Regions from separate parts of the Mus musculus genome. Here all the other regions are linked to region 1. A link is a contact called in public Hi-C data. All regions are on one chromosome and are shown on one strand. The core of a region is the stretch at or near the end of the contact, and the rest is flanking DNA. Distances in the headings are between cores, read along the strand shown.

Region 1 (5,017 bases), core at 1,675-4,174:
AATGGTTAGGGCTCTTATCAATTAAAACTCTATCACTGTGGGTCAGTGAGCTGACTCGGCTGCTAAAGACGCTTGTCACCAAGTCGGGTAAGCAGAGCAGGTATCCACTGGCACCACACCCACAGGGCAGACTGAAAGAACAGACTCCAATAAGTTGCCTCTGGTCTCCACATATTTACACAGCAGCTCACTCACCCACACGCACACACATACACACTCTCACACACACAAACTCACACTAAATCAATTTAATTTTTTAAAAGGCTATATCACTTGCTAGAATTATTTATGCTGCTTCTTTATAAAGACATTCTCATACCAGTGTAAGCTGCTATGAAAGACAGATTCCTGGTGCCTATTTGGTTGGCTTTCTTTCTTTCTTTCTTTCTTTCTTTCTTTCTTTCTTTTCTTTCTTTCTTTTTTAGACAGTTTCAGTCTCTTTGTGTACAGACTGAGCTCTAACTTAGTGTAATAAAAGTTGGTTTTCTAAGTCCTGATCCTCCTGCCTCTGGGCTCCAGAGGAACTAGAATTGCTAGCCTGCTGCACAGTTGGCCCACAGACTTCCACAGAGGAACGGCCTGCCTGATGGGTGGACTTCAGGGCCTGGGGACTAAACCCTTGAGGAGGTCAAGTCCCTCTCCAGGTCCCACTTCCATGTTTGCCTAGCAATAGGGCTGACAGCTTGTCTAGAATACCTCATGCTACATGGCATAGCAAAGACCACGGGGGTAATTTTGCCCTATTGTGACACTGGCAAATTTAAAAAAAAATAAAAGTCAAGGCAAGGTGGCCGCCATGCTGCCAATTAAATGAGTAACTCAAGTGTGTTTTGCTGGAAGTTACTAGATGGAGTTTCTAGAGATTTCTACTGCCAAGCAGTCCACCTAAATTTTCCTAGACAACTCCAAGCTATTCTTGAAATGTTTTCAGAATGGACCTTGGCAGGCAGAGCCCCCTTGGCTCAGCATGCCATCCCACTGCCTTCTGTATCAAAGGGGACTTCCTGCTGCGTTTGTTTACACCATTAAATTTCTTCCAAGTAAAGCCAGGAGAATTTTTCCAGGTGTTCACATTCCTAGAGGGTGGGGAAGAGGCTGAGAGCCCTGTACAAGATCAGTACTACTGCCTCAGTGCAACAACACAAAGATCTCTTTCACCACACGACCTCCTCTGGAGAGCTCTCTTTGGGGGCCCGCCTCAGAGCTCTGAAGGACCTTCCTCCGGACTCTGCGGGCACAGAGTCAACCGGTCACAGTCTGATCTGGGACTTAGAAGGATTTGGGGTGCATGTCATACTTCCAGACCCTTCTGATCCCATCAGGTCCGGGACCCAGGGCTAGTGGCCTGCCAGTCTCCCCTGCCCCCAGGAGCTCCGTCTCTTTAAAAGGGAAGCAGGGTCGATTCCAAGGAGCTACAGGTAGACAGAAGAGCTAGAACCCGATCTAGGGCAGGGCAGGTGAAGCTGGCAAGGTCAGCCATTCAGTCACCAGGTGGTGCATTTAATTTAAAAGGAGTGTTAACCTTGTTTATACAAAATAACACCAATATGGAGGGAAGCCGTAAATCCGTTGTCGTTAAACAGTGGGGAGCCGCTGGCTCTGGCAGCCTGCCCACCAGCGACGTGAACTCGGCTGGCACTGAGCGTGCAGGAGCACGGCCCGGGCGGGCTTGCCAGCCTAGCCAGAGAAGGCCGGAGCTGCTCCCTCTCTGCCCACCAGATGACTCTTCGCATTCTTGTCAAATATATTTAGAACAAGAGGTGTCCGCTTAAAGAGACGCATTTGTTAATCACTTAAATGCAGGCGTTTGGCCGCGAGCCAAGTTTACCTTTATAAATATGTAGGATCGGTTTCCAGCTAGGCAGACAACTCCTGGGTGAGATCTCCTCCCCCCCCCCCCCCCGCACCCTTCTCTGGGGCAAGCGTCTCCTCCAATCGACCTAAGGTGCATGTCCCTAACACCTTATTAATTTTGTAGCCGGCGGGGGTTTCCTGAGCCCATGCCAGTCTTCTATCTGAAAGTTAAAGGAGATAAACACACGCTGGCCCTGCACAGAGAGGAGAGCGGTGTTTCTTTAAGTAAGGAGCAGATTAGAGTTAAATTCCTGTTGACTGGAGAGCCGGTGTCCACATCCTTCTGTTTACCAGCAGCTGTCCCTGTTAATGACACTCTGATAACTCTAGAGCTGCCCTGGTCAGCGGTGGGTGAAGCAGATAAAGACGCCACTGTTAAACAGCCCAGACCTCCACTTCTCTCTCACTCCTTGACTGAAGAGTCAGTGAAAAGTGCCCAGAAGAGGCAAGCCCTGGGTGCCCTGGCATTTGCTCCCCAACTTGCGAGTTCATAGTCCAAAAGCCCTGGCTGTTCAGGCAGTCTACTGCAAAGCTGATGAAAATTCCAGCAGTGGAGACTGGAAGGGCAGGGTGGGGGCGGGGAGAGCAGCTGCCTAGCCGGGTCAGAAGGTCAGCCGTAGGCATCTTGGAGAACTCTCCTCCTCCTGGTTTAGTAGCAAGGACACTTCCCTGCCCCCCAACCCGACGAACAGAGATAGTTAACATCTCGGGGCCTCAGCAAAGAACCACAGCTGTCCTAGGGTCGTTAACCACAGGGAAGTCACGTTTAATATTTGGAACAATCGCCCTCCAAAGATTTTATTGTTGTAGGGGACTTTGCCCTGCACCCTGGTGAATACCCTTGAGTCTGCAGCCAAAACCGCAGGCGAGAAGATTAAAGAAAGGTGCCTAAAGTGACTTGGAAAGGTTAGTGGCAGTGTATGAGCTGGAAGCCAGCTCCCTATCTGTTATTCGTTCCAGGCAGACAAACAGATATTTAAATTTCCTACTTGAAGCAGGCAGACAGCAGCTCTCTAGCTTCTTCTTACACTGGGGAACCTGCCAAGCCCTCACCTGGCTCAGCTCCCAGCCTGGGTGATCCCTGGGCTTTCTAAGACCCACCTCCAGCCTGCTTAATTCCTGAATACAACCCACGTGAAGATCAACAAACGCAGAATCCCATAATCCCTTTCGTGCTCTAACCAGTGAAGCAGACATACCTCCAATCAAGGCCAGGCCTCGGACAAATTGATTTCTGCTTTTAGAAAGTGTAAATATTTTTGCTTCTTTTCACCTAATTTTTGTCACCTGAAGTATGCCCCTGATTTACTCCAGGAGATACTGAGGGGGTCAGGGAGGTAAAAGGTTAGCCAAGTAGGGTGAGCTGTTCAAAAGAAAAATGAGCTTACTTGGAGTCCAGGTGATTTCCTTAAGAAGGTCTAAAAAGGTCTTTGATATTATTATGAGACTAACAAGGCAGGGTATTTCTCTTTCTTTTTCTTTTCTTTTTTCTTTTTCTCTTTCTCTTTCTGCTTCTTTTTCATTTTCATTTTCTTTTCTTCTTTTTCTTTTTCTTTTTCTTTTCCTTTTTCTCTTCTTTTCTTTCTTTCTTTCTTTCTTTCCTTTTTTTTCTTCTTATTTTTTTCTTTCAAGACAGAATTCTTCTATGGAACAAAGCCTACTCCTGAACTAGCTTTGCAGACCAAGCTGGTCTCAAAATCACAGAGGTCCTATTGCTTCTGCTTTTGGAGTTCTGGACTTAAAGGCATGCTTCACTACCCCTGGGCTGAGACAAACTATTCTAATACACTGTCTAGGGCACCATAAGGTCTGTGATCCATATTTCCAAACTGTAACATCTCCACAAATATCTTTACACAAAACATTCTAAAATGACTCCTTCTTTACAATGTAATTGGATTATTGTCTTGGTGTGTGTGTGTGTGTGTGTGTGTGTGTGTGTGTGCTTGTGTGTGTATTCAAGTTTTCCTATGTGTGTGGGTGCATAACTGTGGAGGTCAGTCTCCAGTTTTGAGAAAGGTTTTCTCAATGGCTTGGAGCTCACAATTATTCGTGAGTCCAACCATTGTGCATGAGTCCAAGAACCCTCAGGCATCCAACCATCTCCACCTCTCTAGCACTGGAGGATTACGGTTACATACACTCCATGTCTTGCTTTTACTCAGAGGTTCTGGGGATAGAAGTCAGATTGAACTGAACCGCTTACTGACTAAGTCATCTCTGTAGCCCTAGATTGTTAACTCTTTATGGGAGATTTTAAATTAGCAGTTGCTAATGAGTTGACTCTTGTCTCCACAAAATTCCTAGCTGAGAGTGCAGAGCCTCCAGTCCCTCAGAATACCACTTGGCTAGGTTCCATTTAGAGATAATAAAGTTAAAGTGAGTTCATTACAGTGAGCTCTAATCCTAAATGACTGATATCCTTGTAAAAGGCGGAAATTTACAAACAGTTAAGCCTGAAAGGAGCCAAAGACACAGATTGCCTGCCCCCAGTAGCCCTTAGAATGCTACCCACCCTCTTATTTAGGAGGGCCACTGAGATGGCTCAGAGGGCGAGGTGCCTACTGTTAAGCCTGACAAAGTAAGTTCAATCCCCAGTACCCACATAATAGAAGGGGAGAACTGACTCCCATGGCCACATGCAGACCATGGCACTTGCATGCCTCCATGTGTGTAGGAGCATACACATGGACACACCCACACAGAATAAATAAGAAGAAAGCAAGCATCCTCACATCTATACGTCCAGATTCTAGATATATACTAAACCAAGTTGAGAGTTGGTTTGGTTTGATTTTTCAGTATCATTCAGTACCAGGGGCTGAGCTTAGGCAAACAAGCTAGGCAAGTGCTCCACCACCGATCATCACTTTAATAAGACATTTAAGTTGTCAGGCAGGACTTGAATTTGAGATCTTCCTGCCTCAGCCTCTGGAGTTGTTTAGACTCCTGACCTGTGCAATCATCCACAGCAGATTCCAGTTGTTGGAGCCCACCAGTCTCTGTTGACTGATTAAAAGAGCCCTAGCTGATATGTTGATTTGCACCATGTTGGGAAATTTAAATACCCTCTAGAACAATGGTTCTCAAGTCTCAATGCTGTGACCTTTCAATATAGTTCCTCATGGTGTAGTGATGCCCAACCAGAAAGTAATTTTTGTGA
Region 2 (5,017 bases), core at 1,023-3,522, 500 kb before region 1:
ATCAACATGTATTAATTCTGCATAATAATGAGCTTTATTGGGACATTCCCATACATGTATATAATATGCTTTCTCCATGTTCACCCACATATTGCCCTTCTTTCCTGCCACTGTTCCCACCTGCTAAACCAATGCTACAGAACAAATTCCCTTCGGAATAGCCCCCATTCTACTTTTTGTCAGACAGATGGGGGTGGAGAGGAAGGGAACAGAAGAAGGGGATGGGGATGGAAAGCGAGGGGGAGGGGAAGAAACATCTCATTGAGCTTTATTAAAGTCTCTTACAGTAGCAGGGGTGGGGGAGGGGTTGTGTACAGTCACTTGGGCATCTTAACAGAAAAATAATCTTTAAAGAAATGACCATTAAAATAATCTTCTCCCCATTCTTTATTAGTTCTTTAATTTTGCCATTACAGTTCTCTGACATTTCCTGATAAAGTAAACAACTGCAAGGAACGAGACAGCAACAGTAGCCTAACTGTGTTTCAGTAATTCATCAAGGGTACGATTAATTCAATAGTGGCATTACTAAATGAAAATGAGCAACAATTACTCTTTTATTATAAATACAAATGGTTGTCCATCATCCTTATTAATTATTGTTATTATGGTATAATAAGAATATTTGATGGGGACTGGATGTTAGGCAGAGAGCTGTATTCTTTCTCTCCCTCAAATACAACTGCTTTCTTTCTCTCATAGAAGTTGTCTCCGCAAAGCAGGTTTGGCATACCTCTTTTCTGAAATGAATGAATCTGTTTACAAGTACAGAATGTTTTCTTACTGCACACAGATTTGGTATGGCTTAGAAGAAAGCCCTCTCAGGTGGCCTTTTCATTTTCCATTTCTCATTGTAGTTTGTCTGATTTTGGCAGTCTTAGGATTGTACAAATTAAGGAGGAACACAGAAGTAGGGTCTAATGTTCTTACTTCTGAGGGACCCAAGCTAAGATAGACAGACAGGATTATGGTCAGATTGGGCCCTTTAACTCCTGAAAGTGGTCAATGCTTTTGCCAGTAATTATATCTATTTTTTTCACTCACCCTAGAACATTCTTTCTTTTCTGCTTTATATTTCTACACTTGGTTCAGACAACTGTAGCTGGAACTCTTTTCTGGGAAAATCTAAAGAAACATCTACTCCCTTCTTATAAGGCACCAGTGACAAAGCAAAGTTCAATTCTACCAAAGATTAACTTTGGACAATCAATGTACTCATTGGACTTAGTTACAAAGCATGAGTGAGGTGTGACTGACAGGAATAACTAACAGCCACACCAGAAAGTCCCACTCCGGTATGGATAATGATGTTCCCATAGATGCAGAGATGGAGTCCTCTTTGAGTTAACCTCCCACTCTCTACATATTCTATTATATCCACAGACTAAAAGGCCACTTGCAAAAAGACCATAGTCATATATGACTAGCTAACACATCCAGGAGAAGGTGGTAGGAATCTCAGATGAGGCCCCAGTGACCCTTCTCAATATCATCCTCTGTGATGGAACTCCCATGGTCCACAGGCATGAGGAGCTCTGTTGAGGGAGATAACTGTTATTCTACAACAATGAATCCCATTCAGGTATTGCTGTAGCTAATCTATATTACTTTGACCTTCTGTGCAGTTTTGAAATGTTGCTGTTGTGGTACTCAGTACCTGTTGATTTCAGTTGTTGATCTTCATGTTGAATCATATTTCTATGAATGGAGAAGTCCAACATTGTGGAAATAAATATGAGCAAGAGATTCCTTCTCACTCAGCTGGTAGAGGGCCTTCAGTTACTTATTTTCATCTTAGCCTATGCTAGAGAGAGCAATCCTTTGAAGACTTAAGGATGAAGTAATACAATTAAGGATGCTGGGAAAATAGTCTCTCTGTAGCAAATCCTCTGTGTGTGCGTGTGTGTGTGTGCACGCGCACGTGCACATGAAATTGAGAGCAAATTAGTGAATGAATGAATGAATGAAGGCTTTGTCTCCCTCCTCCAGCAGGAACTGTCCTAAAACAAAGACCCATATAATTACATACCCCAAATTAAACAAACCTATATAGATCAGCCGGCTTAGGAAAAATCTTTTATTTTACAAAAGGCTCTTCATTTCATACTTCTCATTCTGTCATTCTGGGGAATGACACGAGTTAAGGAAGAACACAGAAGTTAGCATTTAATGTTTTTACTTTGAAGATACCCAAGCTAAAACAGACTAGGACACAGTATCTCTTCAATCAATATTTGCTTTGTGGTTAATTTATTACTTATTCTTCTAAAGCTAATAAGATAGAGACTTGGTTTGCTGTCTGTGGTGTTATTTCTAGGTCTGGAATTTGTAGCAGGTGGAACCTAATAAAAGGAAATTATGTCATTGGGGTATGTGCTTGAAGAGGATCTGGTGAGCCCTACCCATTCTTTCATGACTCCCACGAGGTGAGTTTGTTTCCCCTTATGTCATGGTCATCATAACATGATGTCTTACTACATAACCCAAGGCAAGTGGGACAAGGTACAATGGATTAGAATCTACAAAACCAAGCATTAAAGTAAATCTTTCATGATTTGAAATAATGACCTCAGACTCTTCTTTTTTCATAGCTATAAAAAGTCGAGTTATGTACTAAATTAATAAGGTTCTTTTATTGTCAAAATATCAGCTCCAGGACTTCTTGAATATTTTCTGCCATTTGAGTTCTTTCTACATACAAGGGGAAACTATTTGATCTTAAATCTATCTAACATATCATCTATCATCAGTAAGAGTAAATTTCAATGCTATAGAGCTGTTTATAGTGTGCTTCCCTTAGTAACTTACTAATTTAGTAAGATACAATAGTCAACTCAGGAATTCCTCTGCCATCATCCTACATAAACCCAAAAGGCTTGAAGTGAATCTGGTGCAACACTTTGATATTACATGTAGGACGGCATCTTATTGGCAAGAACAAAGTATGTTGAGACATCGTGTCTTCACCTACAAAGCAAGAAGAGGAAAGAAAATATAAAGCAGATTGATTTACTGAATTTGTCCTTTCCTCACACAAATAGTGTATGTATAACCTGGAGTCACCACACCAAAATACACAATGTAAGGGCTGAGAAAGATGGGTTAAAACATGGTATGACCTCCTCCTGCGGTTCCAAGGGGAGAAGTCAGGGAGATGATAGTTAAAGTGCAGTTGCAATTCACTTCCCCTTAGTCAGAATGATCCTTTTTTTTCCCGAAGTTCAACATTTTTGTGTGATATCTATGATTGGAATAGTTCAAAATTATACTGTGAATTAGAATTGGAAAGAAGGAATTTATACAAGGAAGGAGAGTTTTCAAGTGCTTTATCAGTAAGTGCAGAAAGGGTACAGGCAAGAAGAGCACATGGAGGTCAAAAGAATTCTCAGGGCACAAGCCTACTAAAGTGTTAGCTGTTAGGTGAGCACATGCTAATGAAAGACTGTGTGCATATATGTACATGTGTGTGTATGTATGTATGTGCACATATGTGTTGGGGTGAGGATTCTGGTATCAAACATGGGTTCTTGCTCAAACTAAGTATGGATACTTATATGTCATAAGTATGTCACTATATGTAAACAAGACCGCACATTGGGGTGGGAACAGAGTACTTGGGTATCAGAAATGAGAATGGAGCTTTGGGCATAAGGAATTCACCCATTCTAAGTTCTGACTATGGTTGGGATATGGATGTCCAGAAATAAGAGTATAATTAAAAGTTAAGTGGGAATTGGCATCTTCAAGAGGGAAGAACAAGAATTCCCCACAGTGTTGTATGGTGTAGCAAACGGAAGATGAACTTACCCATAAGTTTTCAGAATTGTAAAACTTGTCAAAGTCTAGTGTTTTATAAAATAGTTGACAGACACTCCAAGTAGGTAAATAAAACAACAGGATCAAAAGAGCTGGAAATGGCAACCATAAAGTTTTAATTATGGTTTTAAATGTTTAAACATATAATGGGAGAACTAACATCCATAAAAAAAGGAATAATGGATTATAAAATAAAGTAATTGACTATATGGTAAATTAAGGAGAATTCTGTACATAAAACAAGTCCTGCTTGGTGAAAATTTAAATTCCCCCCAAACACGGTTGAAACAGTAGATTAGAAACCATGTAAAAGAAAATTATGGAAAGAGGCAATAGAAAGATGTCAGAGACCTGAAATGACAGAAAAGTCAGTAATATGTTTGAAGACAGAGACGGTGCACTGATATGCATCTAAAGGGAGCTGTATGGGCAAAATGAGGAAAATGGTGGACGGCCAATATTCATAGGTGAGCAATATTCATAGGTGAGGAATATTGAGAACAGTAAAGGGCAGGAAGTGATGGTACCATCATTCCTAAGAATCATAAGCTAAGATTCGTTTAAATCCACACCTGGGCTTTTTGAATGGATAGCATAGCTTCTCAGAATGCATATAAAGGTCCATGAGGCAAGTCTGTCAGACCAGAGTTGTGAAACATATTGCTGGCTGTGATTATATGTCAACACTATTGAATATGTGGTTATAAACAAAGAAATCAGGGATCAAGCACTAGACTTCGATTCAGAACACGAAATCCTGTGGTATGACTTCAACTTTGCCTTTAATTAAAATCATAAGTTCCTAGTATCCTTTCTGAGTTTAGGCCCTGGAAAACAGGAGTGTGAGACCAGGGTATTTTCCTGAAAGAGCATCCTGCTCACGCCATACATTCAGCCTCCTGATCTCCTTGGCTGTGCCTTGCTAGTCTATCATTTTCATCTTATCTTCATCTTCCATATAACAAAGATACCCTCAAGGTGCTTCACATTCTTTCCTGTGCCTTTATACCTATCTTAGCCACAGGTGAAGAGCAGTGAATTTAGACCTGGTGTTGATGTACAGGTTATTTCCAAGTTATTTCCTGCATTTCATCTTCTAACAGGAATAGAAGGCACTTGGCATTTTGAAAAGAGTGAGAGTGTTCACAGACTAGGAGGTATGTGTCTGTCTCAGCATATGCAGAATTCAACATCTCAGATT
Region 3 (5,017 bases), core at 817-3,316, 280 kb after region 1:
CCCAGGGAGTGAGAACAAGCTGAGAGCCATCACAAGGCTGTCGGAGTAGAGGCACTGAGCTGTTAGGGACAGGGCTCTCTAGAAAGCGTTAGGCCCTATAATGTCTTGGGCACCCCTTCAGGCTCAGCATTCTGAGTGGAAGTGTGTGTGTGGGGGGGGGGGCTAGCCCAGGACAAGTTCTCAGTTAAGAGAACTCTCAGTTAAGAGAGTCCGAGGCTTATAGAGGGTATCCAGAGTTCGTTTTGGTGATGGACAGAGAAGGAATCCTGCCTTCCAACTTGCCAGGTCTAAGAGCCCTCTAAGCCTGCGGGGATACCCTGCTGGATGGTAGAAACATCTGCTTATACTGCAAAAGGCCTGGCCTAGCTCTGTACTTATTTTATTGGGAGATGTGAGGCAAAGGGTGTCCTAAACAGGGTCTTAGGCCTCTGAAGTTCGGTAAGTCCCTCCTATTTCTTCCTAGTTTAGCTGGAGAGATCTGATAGAAAGTGAAGAGAGGGTCGGAGGCAGCGTGGGCATCCCTTGTGCTCTGGCAGAGAGAATAGGAGACCCCCATGCGGGAATTGATGGGGACAAGGAAAGGGAAACCCCGACCTGCTAGTGGGGCGGATGCTTCCCTCTACAGCCTGAGACTTCCCGTGGCTCTCGCCTTGCGCCTAGCTTCGTCAGGCAAGCCTTGTTAATAACGCCCAGGCTCGATGGCCCCCGCCCTCCCCATCTCTCCACGCTTCATCCCTCTGCCTTACCACCCCCCTCCCCACCTCTTCCTTCCTTCCTGCAAATGGGTGTTAACGTGGGTCTTTATGTTCTGTCTATAACTAGGATGTAATCACGCGCCCCATGCCTCTCTCTAAAAGCATTTAATAAATGTCTATTAAAGCGCTACAAATGTAAGATGAATTTAGTGGCGCGGCTGCCTCCCTGAATCCAAACGGTAATGATGGATTTATCAACGGGGATTCGCCTTCAGCACAGCGAGGGAGGTTTACTCAGCAAATACGTCGGCGAGCACCCACCCAAATACAATCATTTGACCCCCTGCGGGCGTTAGCCGCTGTGTCCCTTCCCAAAGCTAGGCAGGCAGGTCAGGGTCGTCGGGGCCAACTCAGACCCAGGAGGACCAGAGGGGAGGTCTCATCCATCTCCTGGTGTCTAAATCCCTCCTCCTCTGTCAAAGGCCTTGGATCTTCCTCTCTTGGAGAGTGTGTAGGTACCTGGCCTACAGATTTACAGGTGGGGAGCAAAGGTTCTAAGGGCAGAATGAAGTGTGACATCACTGAGTGCTCCAGCATCCTTCTTGGTTTGGCAGAGATAGCGATTGCTCCTGAGTCTGCAATTGTGTAGCTTAAATGTTCTGGCTTTGACTAGATTCTCAAGGCCTGGGATGCTGTCTGACTGAGTTAGGGCACAGCTCTAGGACAGATGCCTCTGGTCTTCAGGCCTCCGGAGAGGCGAGTATGTCTATCCACCTTACCTCACACTCCTTAATCCCACTAAGACCAACCAGAGGTAGCCTTCAAGAGTGGGGCAAAACTTCTAGACCTTTTCCTCTAACCTGATCCTGTTCCTCACAACCTGACCCTGCCTTGTCCACCTGGTCATTTAAAGTTCTCTGGACCATGGATTTTCAGAAATTGGTTTGGGTTGTGATCTTTAACACCCACGGTCCCATGAACTACTATATTTTTATTCTTTTTCTTTTCTTTTCTTTTTGTCTTTTCTCTTCCTCCCCCACCCCCTTTTTTCCGAGGAGGGGTTAGTGCTGGCCTGTTCCATCAAGCCCAGTTCGCATTTGCGTTGGCTTCTGAATTCTCTTTCTTCTTTGGAAATTTCATTGAGATGTCTCTGTACTCCGCTTGTCAGTTATCTTTGTTCCTCTTAAATAAAGGGCTTTTAAATGGACTTATTGCTCCCAGCGTGGGTTCCTCTCTCTAAATGTTAGAAAATTGTGCCATCTACCCGCTATGCCGAGTACTGTCACACTTGGAGACCTTGGGGACCTCCGGACTGGCTTCAATGCTGCAGTGTCAGGGGCCGCTGCGGGCAGCAGGAGGAGGGGCGGCTCACGTGGATTTTTACAGCTCTCCGCCTGCAGCCAGCCCTCGTGGCCGCGACAGGGCATGGCCCGCGATGCGCGGAGCCTCCTGCTTTCTGGCGGCCAGGAACTTGGCTGCAGCGCTTGATCCCGGACCAAATCGCAGGCGTGGCGCCGGGGCTCTTCCCTTCTTCGTGAAGCTGTTGCCGGAGGAGGCACCTGGGTTGGCTTTAGACTGGGACAGCCACTATGGGTCACGGATAACAGAGGACAATGGGGCGAATAGGGCCTGTCCGGGAGGGGCAGAAGGAGGCTGTCGCAGCGCTGTTAAAGAGCTCTCGGCAACGGCAACGTCTGCATGGAGACTGAAGCCGGAGGAGAGCAAGAGCGGCTGAATGCCTTCCCACGGCTCTTGGCCAGAGAACTCCTGGCCCCGTAGTTGGGATACAACTTTCAAATTTGTTCTAGTCCTGTTCGAGAAAGGGCAGAACTTTCCTTAAGTGGAATGCGGTTTTGATGGAACGCTTCAGAACAAGTCAGGTGTATGGTGTGGGGTCTCCTCGCCATGACCCCTCCGGAGTAAAACACCACCCACAACCGCAGGTTATTTTGAATGAGTTAAAATGGATTAACAGTTTAAATTTTATTATGTAGCTACCCCTTTCAGATCTCCCCCCCCCCAATTTAACCCATTAGGGGTATTAGCTATGTTTTTTCCTTCCAAGTGTCAGTTGAGTATTTATGCTTTTGCAGAGGGGGAAAATCTTCGATACGGCGTATGGCTTTTATTACATGTTTCACACTGTTCAAGAAATGGAGTTTTAAGCAACATACAATTAAATCTATATTGCTGTTTGGAGGAGGGCCAAGGAACTCGGCAATCAATTAGTTTAGATCTTTTGATACTTGTTGCTAAAATACAAGTATAAAACTACAACCTTCAGGGCTAGCTGCTCCCCTCCTTTTAACAAGAAAGCAGGCTAGTTAGGAATGTCAGAAGGAATGGCAGTTGCTCTTGCCTCCAGTTTATCCTTTGAATTCTTCAGTGATACTCACAGATTTTTTTTTCTACTTCCTCCTTGCCTTCCCAACAGTTTCTTGTCTCCTGTTTTTAGCTTTGTTTTAGGATTTTGTTAATAAATTTACTTTTTAATTGTATTATTTACAAGTGACTTTTTCACTCATTACTTTCTTTTTCTTCTCCTGTAGCCTTACACCCAAGAAGGAAAACGGCTTAATATCTACCAAAGTACACTGTTTTCCCAACAAAGGCAAATTTTATTCTTTACAGCCAGTGCAGGGGGGGGGTCTCTCTTGTTTCTTTCTTTCTCTCTATCTCTCTCTCAAACAAAATAAAACAAAACAAACCCCACTATTTCATTAGTAATCATTTACATGGAGCAGAAACTGCTGCTTCTGTCAAAGTGTCACCATTTATGTCCCTGCCTGTCTCTGGGGCAGTCCCTTAGGCTATTGGTACTCTTTTTTGGCCTCCCTGCTTCGTGAGAATAAAGGAGTGAATATCTAGCCCAGAAGACAAAGAGGGGAGCCTATGGGGTCTCCATAGCCCATAAGTGGCTGCAAAGGCAGAGAGAGAGTTCTGGAAAGAGGGGTGCTGATATATTTTTAAAACCTTTCCCCTCAGCATGGTCTCAGCTCCCCCCATCCCCCACCCCCGCTTGTAGGGGTGGGGTCTAGGACAAAAAGTCCATCTCCACCTCTGTCCCCTTCACCAGCCAATGATAGCCAAACTATCACCTCCTCCAGCATGGGGTGTTTAGAATATCCCTTTCTTTCCAAAAAGGTTCAGAACCCGGTGAAGTGTCTGGGCAGAGTGGAGTGCCCCTAATAGCCTTCAGAAGTGTCACTTTTCTTCCCAGGAAGTGAAGACTCCGTGACAGGTGGGTCGTTTGCTTAGACCTAGGGCACAAGCCTGGCAGGTCACGGCTCCCTGCTCCAGTAGGCTCCCCACTGATATGACCATGAAAAAAACTTCTGCCCTAATTGCTAGAAGGTCTGGGAAACATTTTCTCTGCGCTAATTTTATATTTCCCCTTTCCCCCTTCCAACATTAAACATAATTTTGCGCTGTCAGTGTCACTAAGATTGCGGTTTGCTGATGTCTCTACTTGGAAACACGACCTCCTCGCCTCCAATAAGGAGTCACTGCCTCCCCATCAGGAACTTCTGGGGTTTTGTGACAACGCAGAGAAGAAAGGGAGGGGAGAGGGAGAGAATGAACAAGGTAGTAAAGACAGTCCGAGGTCCAAGATTCCAATGCCTCTTAGCCTGTGATGGAAGTAGAAATGTTCGGTTGTTAGCTTATTTGTTTAATAAAATCCATCCCCCCTCGTGTGTGTGTGTGTGTGTGTGTGTAAAACAGAGAACCACTTTTAAGAATTTCCTGTTGTATTCCAGTTTGTTTGTTTTTGTCCTCTCTCTTCATCGGCTGTCTCTCTTCTTTACCAACACCACCTGGACCCACTAAGTTCCTCTGGCCAGGCAGAAATTCTCTGACCCAGTGGTAGTGCTCCTAGACATAAAAATCCATTTTGTTCCTTACGTGGTTTCACTGAGGGCCTGTTCTCTGAATCCTTTGGTGACTGACTAGAGCCGAAAGGATAAAGTGACTCGGAATTTCCTTGGCTTTGTGCATCCCACCATCCAGGAAAAGGCACTGAGCTAGAACACAGACAGGTTTGGTTTGCTCTCCGCTCTGCTCTGGACTGCAGGACTGGTAGCTGTGTACTTGTTTTTCTTTTCATTGCAAAGAGCTGCTAGTTGCTCTCTGCTGTCTGTATCAGTAACTCAGAGCTACTTTGTACCAAGGCTGGTGGGTTTCAGAGTGATTATCTCATTTCCCTGGTGCAGAGAGAAGCTGCTGGCAGCCCCTGGGTCAGACTTTCAGTGGAGAGCCCATGTCAGGGACCCAACCCGAAGGTTAATTTCCTCTCATTAGCATCTCCATAGTCTGCTCGGATT

The links. Hi-C and Micro-C count contacts between places; a contact is called where the count stands out from the background.
Region 2: a contact with region 1 is called in a Hi-C map of liver, with 2.0 times the contacts expected there. The contact joins two enhancer-like sites.
Region 3: a Hi-C map of liver shows a contact between it and region 1, with 3 times the contacts expected there. The contact joins two enhancer-like sites. A contact is called at or near these places in 3 of 484 Hi-C or Micro-C datasets (cardiomyocytes, liver and rod photoreceptor) and 5 of 115 datasets of contacts at active chromatin or transcription factors (craniofacial prominence, embryonic limb bud, fetal liver and 2 more).

Annotation. Positions count from the first base shown.
Region 1 is chr7:70,622,133-70,627,149 of GRCm38.p6, reverse strand. No RefSeq gene overlaps it. Among named protein-coding and RNA genes, the nearest start is that of Gm35894, 37 kb to the right of the region's middle. Within about 2 kb of position 2,924, at least 103 of the 459 cell types and tissues checked have an H3K27ac peak or open chromatin away from gene starts, as enhancers often do. A contact at or near this core is called in liver, where this site is marked.
Region 2 is chr7:71,126,361-71,131,377 of GRCm38.p6, reverse strand. No RefSeq gene overlaps it. Among named protein-coding and RNA genes, the nearest start is that of Gm36011, 12 kb to the right of the region's middle. Within about 2 kb of position 2,272, at least 5 of the 459 cell types and tissues checked have an H3K27ac peak or open chromatin away from gene starts, as enhancers often do. A contact at or near this core is called in liver, where this site is marked.
Region 3 is chr7:70,343,425-70,348,441 of GRCm38.p6, reverse strand. No RefSeq gene overlaps it. Among named protein-coding and RNA genes, the nearest start is that of Gm29683, 8.1 kb to the right of the region's middle. Within about 2 kb of position 2,066, at least 70 of the 459 cell types and tissues checked have an H3K27ac peak or open chromatin away from gene starts, as enhancers often do. A contact at or near this core is called in liver, where this site is marked.